Linked DNA regions of Capsicum annuum: region 1 is linked to region 2. A link is a contact called in public Hi-C data. All regions are on one chromosome and are shown on one strand. The core of a region is the stretch at or near the end of the contact, and the rest is flanking DNA. Distances in the headings are between cores, read along the strand shown.

What was found. Hi-C and Micro-C count contacts between places; a contact is called where the count stands out from the background.
Region 1: a contact with region 2 is called in a Hi-C map of bud, with 3 times the contacts expected there. The contact joins the promoter of LOC107839647 here to the promoter of LOC107839602 in region 2. A contact is called at or near these places in 3 of 5 Hi-C or Micro-C datasets (bud, leaf and placenta).

What each region holds. Positions count from the first base shown.
Region 1 is chr1:148,079,579-148,086,496 of UCD10Xv1.1, forward strand. LOC107839647 (WD repeat-containing protein 36) reads right to left here and starts at 2,006. Exons shown (of 6, transcript XM_016683223.2): 1 at 1,623-2,006; 2 at 1,503-1,530. The coding sequence starts at 1,702. TRNAM-CAU (a tRNA gene) reads left to right here and starts at 1,167; the gene lies at 1,167-1,240.
Region 2 is chr1:147,791,717-147,797,709 of UCD10Xv1.1, forward strand. LOC107839602 (alpha-N-acetylglucosaminidase) reads right to left here and starts at 4,428. Exons shown (of 19, transcript XM_016683155.2): 1 at 3,956-4,428; 2 at 3,169-3,242; 3 at 2,367-2,578; 4 at 1,276-1,397; 5 at 399-484. The coding sequence starts at 4,165.

The DNA.
Region 1 (6,918 bases), core at 756-3,255, 290 kb after region 2:
GAAGTACATTAGTGGCTGCTTCCACGGCTTGAACCCGTGACCTACTGGTCACACAAAGACAACATTACCTCTGCTCCAAGGTTTCATTAACTATATTTCAAGAACCCATGTGTACAATGTTATGTCATCTGCCTTCGTCCTCTACTATTCCTACTTGGCTTCTTAGGATAATAATATATTTAACTGTTCAACACTCCCTTTAACAACTAAAAACCAACTAATTTCTTCAAATCACTATGTCCGAGTACTTTTCAGCCTACAACTACTGAAGATATTCAAGATTACATTAATACATTTCAGTCTAAGATCACCCACAGGATGTAAGAACGAGATAAAGTCTATAGGAGTAATTTCAGATATAGGACTCCTAATTTAGAGTTAACAAGTTAAATAAGGGTATGAATATCACAGATCCTTCAACATACACCAAAAGAAGCTTAGTAAAACTTGAACAACAGGTATACATAACCATATCCAGGTCCATGTAATACATGCTCCTTCCCTTCGATATTCCCCTTTCTCTGTGTAACTTAAGAGATCTAACTAGTGCATAAACCAATTAGCATGAAATCTTATTCTATTAACAACAACCAACACCTCACATAACCTGCACCCAGCAGCAACTACAACAACATACACAGTGCAGTCGCACAAAATGTGGTCTGGAGAGGGTAGTGGCAAAAGTCATAAATGAAATAGAACTCTCTGTCTCATTCCCCGCTAACCGTGAACAGAGTGAAAGGCTGGCCAAGAGTTTTTTATAAGGGGTCTTTTTTCTAAAATATTCCCCGAGCTCACCTATATCCTATTTCTCTTCTAAGGGTGATCCTATTCCTCAACTCACAATAAGTAAGGTAGGGACAACTCAAACAGACCTCAGCTCTACCTCAGATGTAGAGAGGTTATTTCCGATAGACCTACTGCTGATAACCTGCACCTAGCAGCAAAAAGATAGGTTCTTTCTCACTTTCAACTACCCCCATCACCCCCACACACAAAAAACCCCAAACGCAAAAACCCCATAATTTCTAAGTTCTGTTTTTTTTAATAACCATGGTGTCCAGGCAAGCTTTCGCACACCTCGACTAAATCCGCGGCTACCTGCCACCTCCCACCAGCAACAGTTTATCCTTATTTATCTATTAGTTTTCAGTTCTTATCTTCAGCGCGGGGTAGAGCAGTTTGGTAGCTCGCAAGGCTCATAACCTTGAGGTCACGGGTTCAAATCCTGTCTCCGCAACATCTTGTTTTTCCAAACTATTTTAGGGTTGACTCTGGTAACTAGTAATTAATTCCCGCCTTTCGCTTTTTGGGGGTGGAAGGCAAAAGAAAACGTAGGGGATATCAGGTAACTCTGTCTAACAAGGGTCGGACAAATGGGAAGAATCATCTAGTGTTGTTTGTCCATAATTTCGAAGTTGTAACTGAATCAGAAGTTCAAATTTAACAAATTCCAAGAATTAAACTGCTTAAAAATACTGAAACTATAAAAAATAGCTTACCAACAAGAACCAAACTGAGCTTAGCACACTGCACATTCAAAAAGAAATCCAAAAATTAATTAATTAATTCTTCACAAAATCAAAAAACTTGAGAATAGTGAAGGAGAGGGAAAGAGATACATTGTAAATTTGGAAAGCTTTGCCAACAGCGACGGTGACGAAGGTTTCAGTACCAAGTCTCTGTACAGAGAAAGGAACATTGGTCGTAATGTAACCAATTGCTCTAAATGGCTCGAATATCCCCATTTTCTTTGCTCCACAAGAAAATTGAAGAGCTTTGTAAAGATTTAGGCTACTACTATGCACAAGGGTTTAACAAGTGTAAGCTTTAAACCCTAATTTGTTGCACACCCTCGACTGTGTGTATTTGTGTGTTTCTCTTTTCGTATTATTTTTTGTTTTATGTTTTACTCCGCTCGGTCCAACTTTACTTACCCACTTTTTAACTTAAAACGCATCTCACAAACAATAAATAATAGAACTAATTTTACTACATTATCGTTTAAACATAATAAAATAAAGAATCGTTTGATAGACAGGCCGGCTTCAAGGTGAAGTCATCGAAGCAAGCGCTTTAGGTTTTTAATTTTTGGAGACCTTATTTTTTTAAAGCATTATAGGTTTGTATTTTTTTTTAGATTTTTTCTTTAGAAAATATCAAATATTTCTTAATATTTTTGTCACCATATTTTAATTTCTCTTAAGTTCAAATAAAAACATCACTTTAGAAATTCAAGATTAAAGTTGACAATCAACATTAAAAAATGTCTTTTAATACTCTCAAATCTAAAAAGAACATCTAATAAATAGAGGTAACTCAAAAAATCATATCTTCTATTTATTATTTTGATTAATGGGGCGAAAAGAATCAAAGCAACAATTACAATTGAATCAAAGAAGTTGAAAGATAAGATGTATTTCGGTCAAATAAAAAGATTTTACTATTTTATGAGTGCATTTTTTTCTTAATCTTATGTAATTGTCTTAGCTGAAAAAAGTTTTTTTTAAAATAAAATTTTAAAAATATTACTTAAGCTTAAAAAATAAATATTTCAAGAGTTATCAAATGAATTAAGCATAGTATTAATTGAAAAGGAATTTTTTCGGATAAATCAATTACAAAACAATTTTATTTATAATTTTACACCTCAAAAAGCTATAAATATAGATTTGTAAAAAAAATATTCAAAACCTCATTTTAAAATTTCGCTTTAGGCCACGAATTATGTTGAGTCGCCCTTGTCGATAGAATACATTAAAAAATTAATACATACATTAACTTTATGTATTATTAATATCTTATTTGATACACATTTTCAACCTACACTCTATTGTGTATTATGTTATTCATATTACATTCTTGATATTAGCAACGCAAAGGACTTTAATGCATGCATTAGCAAGATAAAGACGCAATAGTCCCTCAAAAACCTTTTCACATTATTTTCATTATATTTGTGGAGGATATTTTTATAAATAATTTTTTATTAAAAATATGCAATGCAAGTTATTTTTAACATGTCAAATCAAACACAACATAAAAAATAATTTTGACATAATTAATGCAAACATAAATAATATATCATATTTTGCACTATTCTTCTACACCCTACAAAATGATTCTTAATGTCTTGAAAAATGCATTATGTACCGAATATAATATTTACTAATAAAGATAAAAAATACACAAATAAATAAATTAAGCACTAATTTTTTGAATTAGATATCTATTTTTAGTAACATGGATAAATAAAAATGGATAATGTATTTATGTTTTAATAAATGTATATTTTTTTATGTTTATTTGTTGAAAAGTTACTACTTTCGTTCAATAATACTTGTCTATTATTGTTTTAGCACAAAAATTTAAATAATATGAATAATTTTATCATATTACTCTTTGAATACAATTAGTTCAGTATTTTAAAAAATATACTAAATAATGACTATACTGCAACCGTCGATAAAATAAATAAAAATAAATAAATTATTTATTAATTTTTTAAATTAAAAAAATATTACTATATATATTGTAGGAACCCTACCTTGAACCCTTGGGGGAGGGTTGAGGGGGGCTTGCTTGATTGTTTTTTTTTTGGTTAAATATGATGTTTCATAAGTAATTTTTCCTTTCTTTTTTTTGTATAGTTTTTTTTTTTTTTGGTTCTCACCCGTTGTTCAATATCCATATTGAAACTTTGACTAATTCAAATTGTGCATTGTATGGCCCATTCTGAGGGTGACGCTCCCAACGAGATTTTCTCCATACCCAGGGCTCGAACCTGAGACCTCTGGTTAAGGGTGGAGAAGTCCCACCACTACACCACAGTCCATGTTGGTGTAAAATCGTTTAGAACCTTGAACTTTGCTGTAAAAATCAAACACCCCCTCAACTTTGAACAATAATCATTTTCCTTCCTTTTTCCTATTTGATATTTTTAAATACGTATTTTACCCTTATATTTATATCAACATTTGTATCTTTTTAAGAAAAAAAAATTATAAAAATAGTTTTTTATTTTTAATCTATATAACATATTTTCTATAAAAGTTAAAAAATATTTTTAAGATAAAAAAATAAAAATGAGAAATATTAATTGAGTATATAATTTAATGACAAGCTATAATGAATGAACAAAATAGTAAAAATTATTTTTATTAAAAATCAAAACTTTAATATATATTTATATGTGAAAATAATAGGTAATTATAATTTTATAAATATATTTCAATATAGGTATACAAATTATCAAACCCACATTTTAACTTTATTAGTAAATTCTTTTATAATTAATTACAAAATCTAAAGGTACTTTTTACATTCAAATTTTTTATATTATCTATATTTATAATCTATATCTATAATATTTTAAAAGTGTGAAGACCCTTAAAAAAGTGGTTAGAATTTTTGTCCTTCATTAAAATACTCTGCCATAGACAAAATCGTCTTTTCACCTTTTTCCACCAATTATTATTTAATTAAATTAAACACTCCTAAAATATATAGCAATAACAATTCTATGGTAAAAAATATTAGGAGAATTAAAATATTTGAATATATATGAAAAGTCTAATTAGCTAAGGAGAATTAATGCTACTTTATAAAAACCCTAAATTAAAAATTATGTCAATTAAAGCAAAAAAAAAAAGTCCATAAAAGTATTCTTGAATAGGAATGCAATGATATTGAAGAAGCTATATTTATATACATAATAAAATAAGGAACATATTCATATATAGGACAATAATACTCATGTTTTTAAAATTCTTTTGAAAATTGCTATTTTTATTTATTTTGTAAAATAAAGTTTATCCCAAATAAATTGCCTCCCTAATTAAATTGGAAAAAGATTTATATATGATATTATATAAAAGGCGGTGAAAAGTCCCATAATAATTTCAATTAAGAAAAGAAATTCAACAATGAGAAAAGTTTTTATCAAAGTTATTAGATGTTCTTTAATAAATATAAATGGTATAAGTCATTATTGCTTGATTCTTCAATATTTTTGTGTGGGTGAAGAAAAATTCATGTGGAGAACGTGATTGAGATTTTGTGTCCATTACAAGCGAGTTTGTATTGAATTTTATTTCTAATGCATAATAATACTATTTATATTGTTAAAGTTAAATTATTAGACGTTCTTCAACTAATATTCTTCTACGCTTTTATTTATATGCATTGTCTTTTTTTTTTTGTCGGTTGGTGCTATGATTTGATGTATTTCTAATGTCATGATTTGCTTGATACTGGTGGTATTGGTTTGATACCTCAATATTGTCATATTATTTTGTTGTATTCTACTATGTTACCATCTACTGTTTTTGTTGTTATTGTTTCTTTATTGTATTTCAGTAATTACTTTTTTTAACGACTTTGGACTGTTTTTTCTTGGGTCGAAGTCCTTCAACAAGCTGAAGTATGAAAACTTAACAAATTGATGAGTGTTTTCATATTGCGAGTAGTTGAGAGTATTTGAAATTATAAAACTACCGAATATATTGTTTTATTGTAGTTTCTATTATATTATCATCTATTATTTTATTATAATCTATTGTTTATTGTACTTCTCTAATTACTTCTTTATTGAATTACTTTGGACTGTTTTTTCTTGAGCTGAAGTCCTTCATCAAGTTGAAGTGTGAATACACTACTAATTGATGAGTGTTTTCATATTGCGAGCAGTTGGGGGTATCTGAAATTTTATAGATGCCAGTAGAATTCATCATTTACTTTTTTGAATATGCAATTTATTATTTATCTTCGAATTTTGAGTTCTGCTTATTGAGTTTGCTTTATTGTTTTTCCTTTTCCAGTTTAGTTTGTATTTGATTGACATGTTATGAAATTTATTTTGTGAAGTTTCAATCTTGCAGATTCTTGAATAGACATATCTTGTTTATGTTTTAGTACTCATTAGATGCTTATTTTCATAAAATTTTAATGGCTTTAACGAATTTATAAATACAATATAAATTATACATAATAACATTTTATATTAATCATATATTCATTGAACACATACATGCGCAAAGCGAGTACATCTAAACTAGTATGTATTAAGTATGTATGTGAGTATGTAATTATGTATATAAATGCATATTTTGATTTTCTCTTATTCTTTAATGTCTATATAGATAAACAAGTTTTGGTTGTTAATATGAATTATTTTCTAAATTATAATTTAAAATTCATCAACAACAATCATTTGATTTGTAACAAATATACATCTACAACATCATATCTAGTGAAAATTTTTAAGTGAGGTCTGAGGAGGGTAGAGGTACACAAACCTTACCACTATCTCGGTGAGGTAGAGAGATTGTTTTCGAAAGACCATCAACTATTAATTATTTTGTATACCTATATTGAAATATATTTATAAAATTATAATTACCTATTATTTTCAAGTATAAATATATATTAGAGTTTTGATTTTTAATAAAATTAATTTTTACTATTGCTCATTTATAATATTATAGTTTGTCATTAAATTATATACTCAATTAATATTTCATACTTTTATTTTTTTATCTTAATAATAATTTTTAACCTTTATACAAAATATGTTGTATAGATTAAAAAATAAAAAATATTTTCATAAAAAGTTCTTTTTCAAATAAAAAAAGATACAAATGTTGATATAAATATAAGGGTTAAATAGGTATTTAAAAAAAATCAAATAGAAAAAAGGAGGGAGAATGATTATTGTTCAATGTTGAGGGTTTTTTGATTTTTATAGCAAAGTTCGGGGGTGTAAACAATTTTAACTCTAAAAATATTTAAAGGTGTATTTGGAACAATGAAGTAATATTTTGTGATAAATGCATTTTCTCAAATTTTTTGACTGGAAAATTTATTTTCTCATAATTGATTGGTCAGTTTGAAAGTATTTTTTAAAAAATATATACTATA
Region 2 (5,993 bases), core at 3,178-5,677:
ATGGAAATTTTTTATAGGTAGACCTAACCTATCACCTGCTGACCATTCAATCGTATAAGAAAAATTGCATGAATCGATCAGATGACAAGTAAATTTAGAATTCATTATAGAACTCACTTAGATGTAGTGGAAAAGACTAAAATAGGTCTGTCAACACATCAGAAATATCCTCCTTTCTTAGGCACTACACCCTTAACTTTGAGCGCCATATACGAAAGTTCAAAGTCAATTTGCCGCATGACATTTAATTCACAAAATCTTTACAAATTATATCCCTTGCCTCACAAGATACCTGAACCAGACAATATTTGTTACAATATACAGTTTGACAGCATTGTGGCTGGAAATCCCTTAACTGAAAGACAAGTTAGAAGTAAAGGATGGATTATGGCACTCACGCGTGTAGGTTTCCCATGCGAGCCCAAGCCAGGAAAGCAGGTCCACCAAAGAAATCATTTAGATCTCGCGTAGTAATATTATAATCCTGATCATAAACAAACATGAACAAGAAAATGTTTATATGTGTCTTATAAAGCAATATCAGACTGTCATGAGCTATAACTAACCTAGCACAGTGGTATTTGTCTCTTACACACTATCAGTATTAAGAACCCCAAGGTACACATCAAGCAGATATAATCTCTGTAGCAAACATAAGATATGGACAAAGTGACCATAAAAGAAGTAGGAAGGTAACACTTTAGCAGATATTGGCAAATTGCTTTTTAGCACACAAATAGAACAGTCAAGACTGTCAAGAACGGATCTTGGGCCTAACTCAACCTCAAAAGCTAGCTCAAGAGGTGAGGATTACCCAAGTCCATATAAGCAAACCACTAGTCTATTCCCTAACCAATGTGGGACTTTTACCCACTCTAACAAAGACTTAGTAGCATCAAGGTTAGATATTTTCAGTAAATTTCAGAGAAAATTGATGATCTGATGGCAAATGAAACCTTAAATACTTCGTCACAAAGAATAAACATTGTTAATAAACTTTATCTGAAATAGTTCCTGAGCCTGGCCTACTTCATAGAAGTAGATACAAGACAGAAGTGCTAAGATTAGCAATATGAAAACAACGCATGGGTTAGCAAAAAGATAGGTCTAACTGATTCCCCTACCATACACACAACTCAGGCCCTTGCTCAAAGCCAAAGGTATCAAACAGTTTGTAGGAATTTCCTCATTTAATATCACGTGGTAACTGCCATGGCAACAATCATGGACTAAATAAAACTAGTTGAACCCACAAATTCAAAGCTATAAACATACCAAGAAAACTTTTTGCCAGATAGCTTCTTGTCCCGTAAATGCTAGAGGCAAGTTGATTCCTTGAAGTGCCATCCAATCAATCTCTTTCTCCCATCTTTGCCAATCCCACCAAACAAATGAATCTGTATGGAGAAGTAGAAATATGCCAAAGCTGTTACACTAGCAGCATCTTAAAAGTACCAATAAGTAGAAATACGATAAGCTGTTATACCAGAGGCATCTCCAAAATATCAACAGTAAGCATCCATAATTCATAAATAGAAAAATCAAAATTCTCTTAATGTCAACACTCAACAGAGTAGACTTATCAAGTAAAAGGGTTTTCAATCAAGCTCAACTCAACTGAACAGCTTAAATCTTCTGGAATAGTTCACAAAAATGGCTGAAATCGCAAGGTATCTACAGATCCATCGTGTCTTATAAATGCTTTGCTTTATAAAATTAACATTCTTGATTGACATGACTTCAATCTCCTGATAAGTTGTCCGTGACCAGAGTTAGACTGGTTACAGCCTTAGAAAATATAAGGATGACAAACCGTCAACTAGATCTGTTTATCTTCTCTATTTTGCTCTTAGGACATCGTCCTCTAATAAGTTCAGGCAAAGGAGAGAATTTTCAAAGAGAACCTTGGCATTGCATAAGACATCCAAATGAAAGTCCTCAAACACCACACCGCTGACATACACAAGCATAAGTTTCTTTAATTATGCACAAGCATAAAAGGGAGGATTAAGGAACATCATGAATGTGGTTTCATCGTCCTATGATTAGATGAAAAAAGGAATGAGTTCTAAAGAGTACAAGGAAAAATAGCTAGAAAAGAGAAAGCAAAAGAAAACATCAATTTCACTTCTGAAAATACAGAGAGAAATTGCAGTGGCGTAACGCTTTGGATATCAGAAGAAAGATGCTCACACTCTCTAAAAGTCAGCTAATACTGCACTATGTTCTCCATCATTTATGTATTGGTGGAAGACCTACTACCAGTATTTCGGCGATAGTGTCTGTAATTGCACTTTATTATGCGATAACATTTTATGCATAAAAGGTTCTTAGGGGAGGAAAGAGAGAGAGAGTTGTCTGCTTACAGCTGGATGTGACGACATTTTGATAGTAGTTCCATGGTACTGGCCGTTGGATCATCACTCCCTCCGCTTCTACGAGAGGCAGTGATCCTGGCTTGGGAACTGAAGCTAACTGAACACCCCCTGTCTTGTCCCATGAAATATGAGCTCCACACGTATACTTTAAATACCAGTGTAGCCCCGATGTGATTTCAACGGCAGTAGTTCCTTCAATCCTAAGAGAAAACAAATTAAAGATAGATTCATAACCTAATTTAAGCCACTTTCAGACTAGTGATTGAAGCAGAACTAGACGTGGAATCACATGTTCAATTGTATCACTGCATTGGATAACAAATTTATAAATATTATCTTATCTTCTACTGTGAAAAGAAAATCTGGACTACGGATGCCAAAAGCTATGGCAATCAACTATCAACCCTTGGGACATAAAAAAAGGGCAGCCCGGTGCACTAAAGTTCCCGCTATGTGTGGGGTCCTTGGGACATAGATATATCATATTCAAAAGCTTGAACCGATTACGAAGAGTGCTAAATGATATCAATAAAACAATCTCTTTAGGATATTTCAGAAGAAACTACTTGCAGATATCAGCAGCCACCTGGTATGGAGGCAAAGTTGGTAATATTATGAACCAAGGAGTTAAACCAAAAAATAACTAATTAAATAACATGCATCTGGAAGAAGAAAATTAGAAGTATAAACTTTCATTGTCTGCTTAAAGGAAACTATAAATTTTCTACGGTCAGAAAGATAGACATCAAAAGTAACATAATAAGATCCTTGTAACCATTCGTTTACATACAAAATCTCAGGTGAACTTCTGCTTGAACTCTTGTAATTGGTTATACAAAAGCAACTTCTTCCACCACAAAGATCCTACATTTACATATGAAATGTCACGTATAAATTTCAATTGCTCAAGTAACAAATCAGTTCGGCAAGAAAAATGTCCCAGCAACAAAAATATACAAATATAGAAAATCCAAACTTACAGCAGACTAAGACTATTATTCAACATCATTAGGAAGAAGAAAGCTATGTGAAGCCACTTAAATACAACTTCTTACCTTTATTTATTCAAGACATAGATTATTGTATCCTCATACACACAGTGATCATAAAGTAAGTATCATTTACCAATGCTGATGGTACTAACAAGTGTTACAGCAGTAGTTTCTTCCCAAAATTTGTACCATTAGGTATCAGATTCAAACCCCCCAACAGAGACAAAAAAAACATTAGATGGTTTCTTTTAATCTGTCCTAGCAAGTATCACCAGGAATTAGTCGAGGTGCGCGTAAGCTGCCTTGGATACCACGGTTATCAAAAAAAGAAAAAGTAGTACTGCGTGCTTTGAATTTATCAGTGAACCAATGAAAAGTTCACAGAAAGCACATATACTGATCCCATTTGTGCTTATAAGCATAAAAGTCTACTAGTTCTTCAAGAAAATGACATTATCTCAGCAATCTTGAACATTAATCAATAAAACCAAGAAAAGCAGTAAACTTTAAGTTAAAGAAACAAAAATGGATAAATGAGAGAGACCCAGAACTGGAAAAAAGGCAAGGGAGATAATAGTACAGTACCTTGGAGACAATCTTAAATTCAAAACTGTGCAGATGGGTTGGAAGTAACCTCTGCAAAACACCCTTAGCTGCAGATTCTTGAACTACAGATGGTGCCTTTTTGCTATCCAAACGCCTTAACACAGACTCTATTGCATCTGATCCCAGTGCTGCTGTACATAGGAACACATAAAGAATTGATAGTATAAACCAAGATTTTAAATTTATCATTTTCTTTTCTTTGTAATTTGGAATTAGCTTCAGAAATGTGCGCAATTCTTGCTGATCCTATAATACTGTAATTTGTGTCTTTGTGTTTGTAAGAACACTGGAATTTACAAAGTTAAGGTTTACTATGGTGGGGATTTGAATTAAAGAATTAGACAGAGAGTGATAATTTTGTTTAGTGTTGTTGGTTGTCTCATGTCTGCTTCCTCGACAGATAATAATGAAGAAGATTTCTTTTTAGATTAATTATTTAATTAGAGGACAATTATATAATGAGAAGGCATAATTTCCTCCATAATTTATATCAACGTATCTGTGACATGAGAATTTGAAAATTGGTTAGTAGTAAAATTACTATACACTACTATATTTTATTATTTTATTTTATTTTATTACTAATTACTATACTACTTTCTCTTATATATTCTTACCGGAGGTGCATGGCCATGGGCTCAATACTATAAATATTTTTTAGCATTAAAATTCAATATTGATGAGATACAAATATAAATGTACATTGATTTAAAATGATAACTTTTTAAATAGTAACTATTTGACGGTACTCGTTAGGGAGTGAAGTTTTATAAGATAGTTTTTTCACATAATAAGAAAGTGTGATATGTCATGTAGTTGGGCTATTTTAATTATTTGATGATAAGATTGAGACCTGTTACAAAATATAGAAAAGATGTAGAACTAATATTCATAGAATTATTTCATACAAAAACTGGAACAAAAGACTTCAATTGACAACAAAGTCTTGGATCATCTTCTCAAAGACAAAACACTTATAAATACAGATATTGAAATGTTTTGAACCACTACAAGCTAGATATCCAAATATAACAACAGTTAGAACTGAGGTGGCAGCGCAAAAAATATTTTCAAGATTAACTATTGTGATTTATAATACTTTTTATGCAATTTTAAAATGATATATGTTATACCTCTGGCTCAATTTATGTGGTATTGATACAATTTTTTAGAGTTAACTAAATTTTTTACATATTTTTAAAATATTTTAAATTATTAATTATTGTGATTTGTAATATTTTTTCTTCTGTTAGAGTCAACCAAAATTTTTGTATGTCTTTTTAATTACTTTAAATTGTTAATTATTATGATTTATAATACTTTTACGTAATTCTCAAATATATAATAGATTAAAATTGAAAGTAAAATAAACAAATATAGAAGAAAGTATCTAAGTAGGCAACACAAACAAACATGTCGATCTGCTACTTGCTTATCATTTTATATCTATTTAATCTTTTTTATTAAATATCATTAATTTTTTAATACTTAGATGATTAATTAAGAGCGGTATTTAGTAAAATTACAATTGAAGCAGCTGAAATAGACATGTCATAAATGTTTATTTTTCTTTTTTTAATTAAATATTATTATTTTTTAATACATAAATGACCTACAATAATTAATTAGGAGTGATACAGTAAAATCAAGGTTGAAGGACGCCAACTTAATTTAAAGCATCAAGAGTTAATTTATCATTTGTCGATTTTATCATTTTATTAAATATTATTAATTTTTTAATATTTAGATGACTCATCATAATTAATTAGGAGCGATATTTAGGAAAATTATAGTTGAAGCAGCTGCAACAAACATGTCATAAACGCATATTGTTCTTGTTTTAATTAAATACGATTAATATGCTAATACATAAATGACTTATAATAATTAATTAGGGGTGATATAGTAAAATCATGACGTAGTTCTTAAAGCAGCCATGTCAAAACTAATATTTTAATCAAATATTATGAATTTTTAATACATAAATGACTTGTAGTAATTAATTAGGGGTGATACG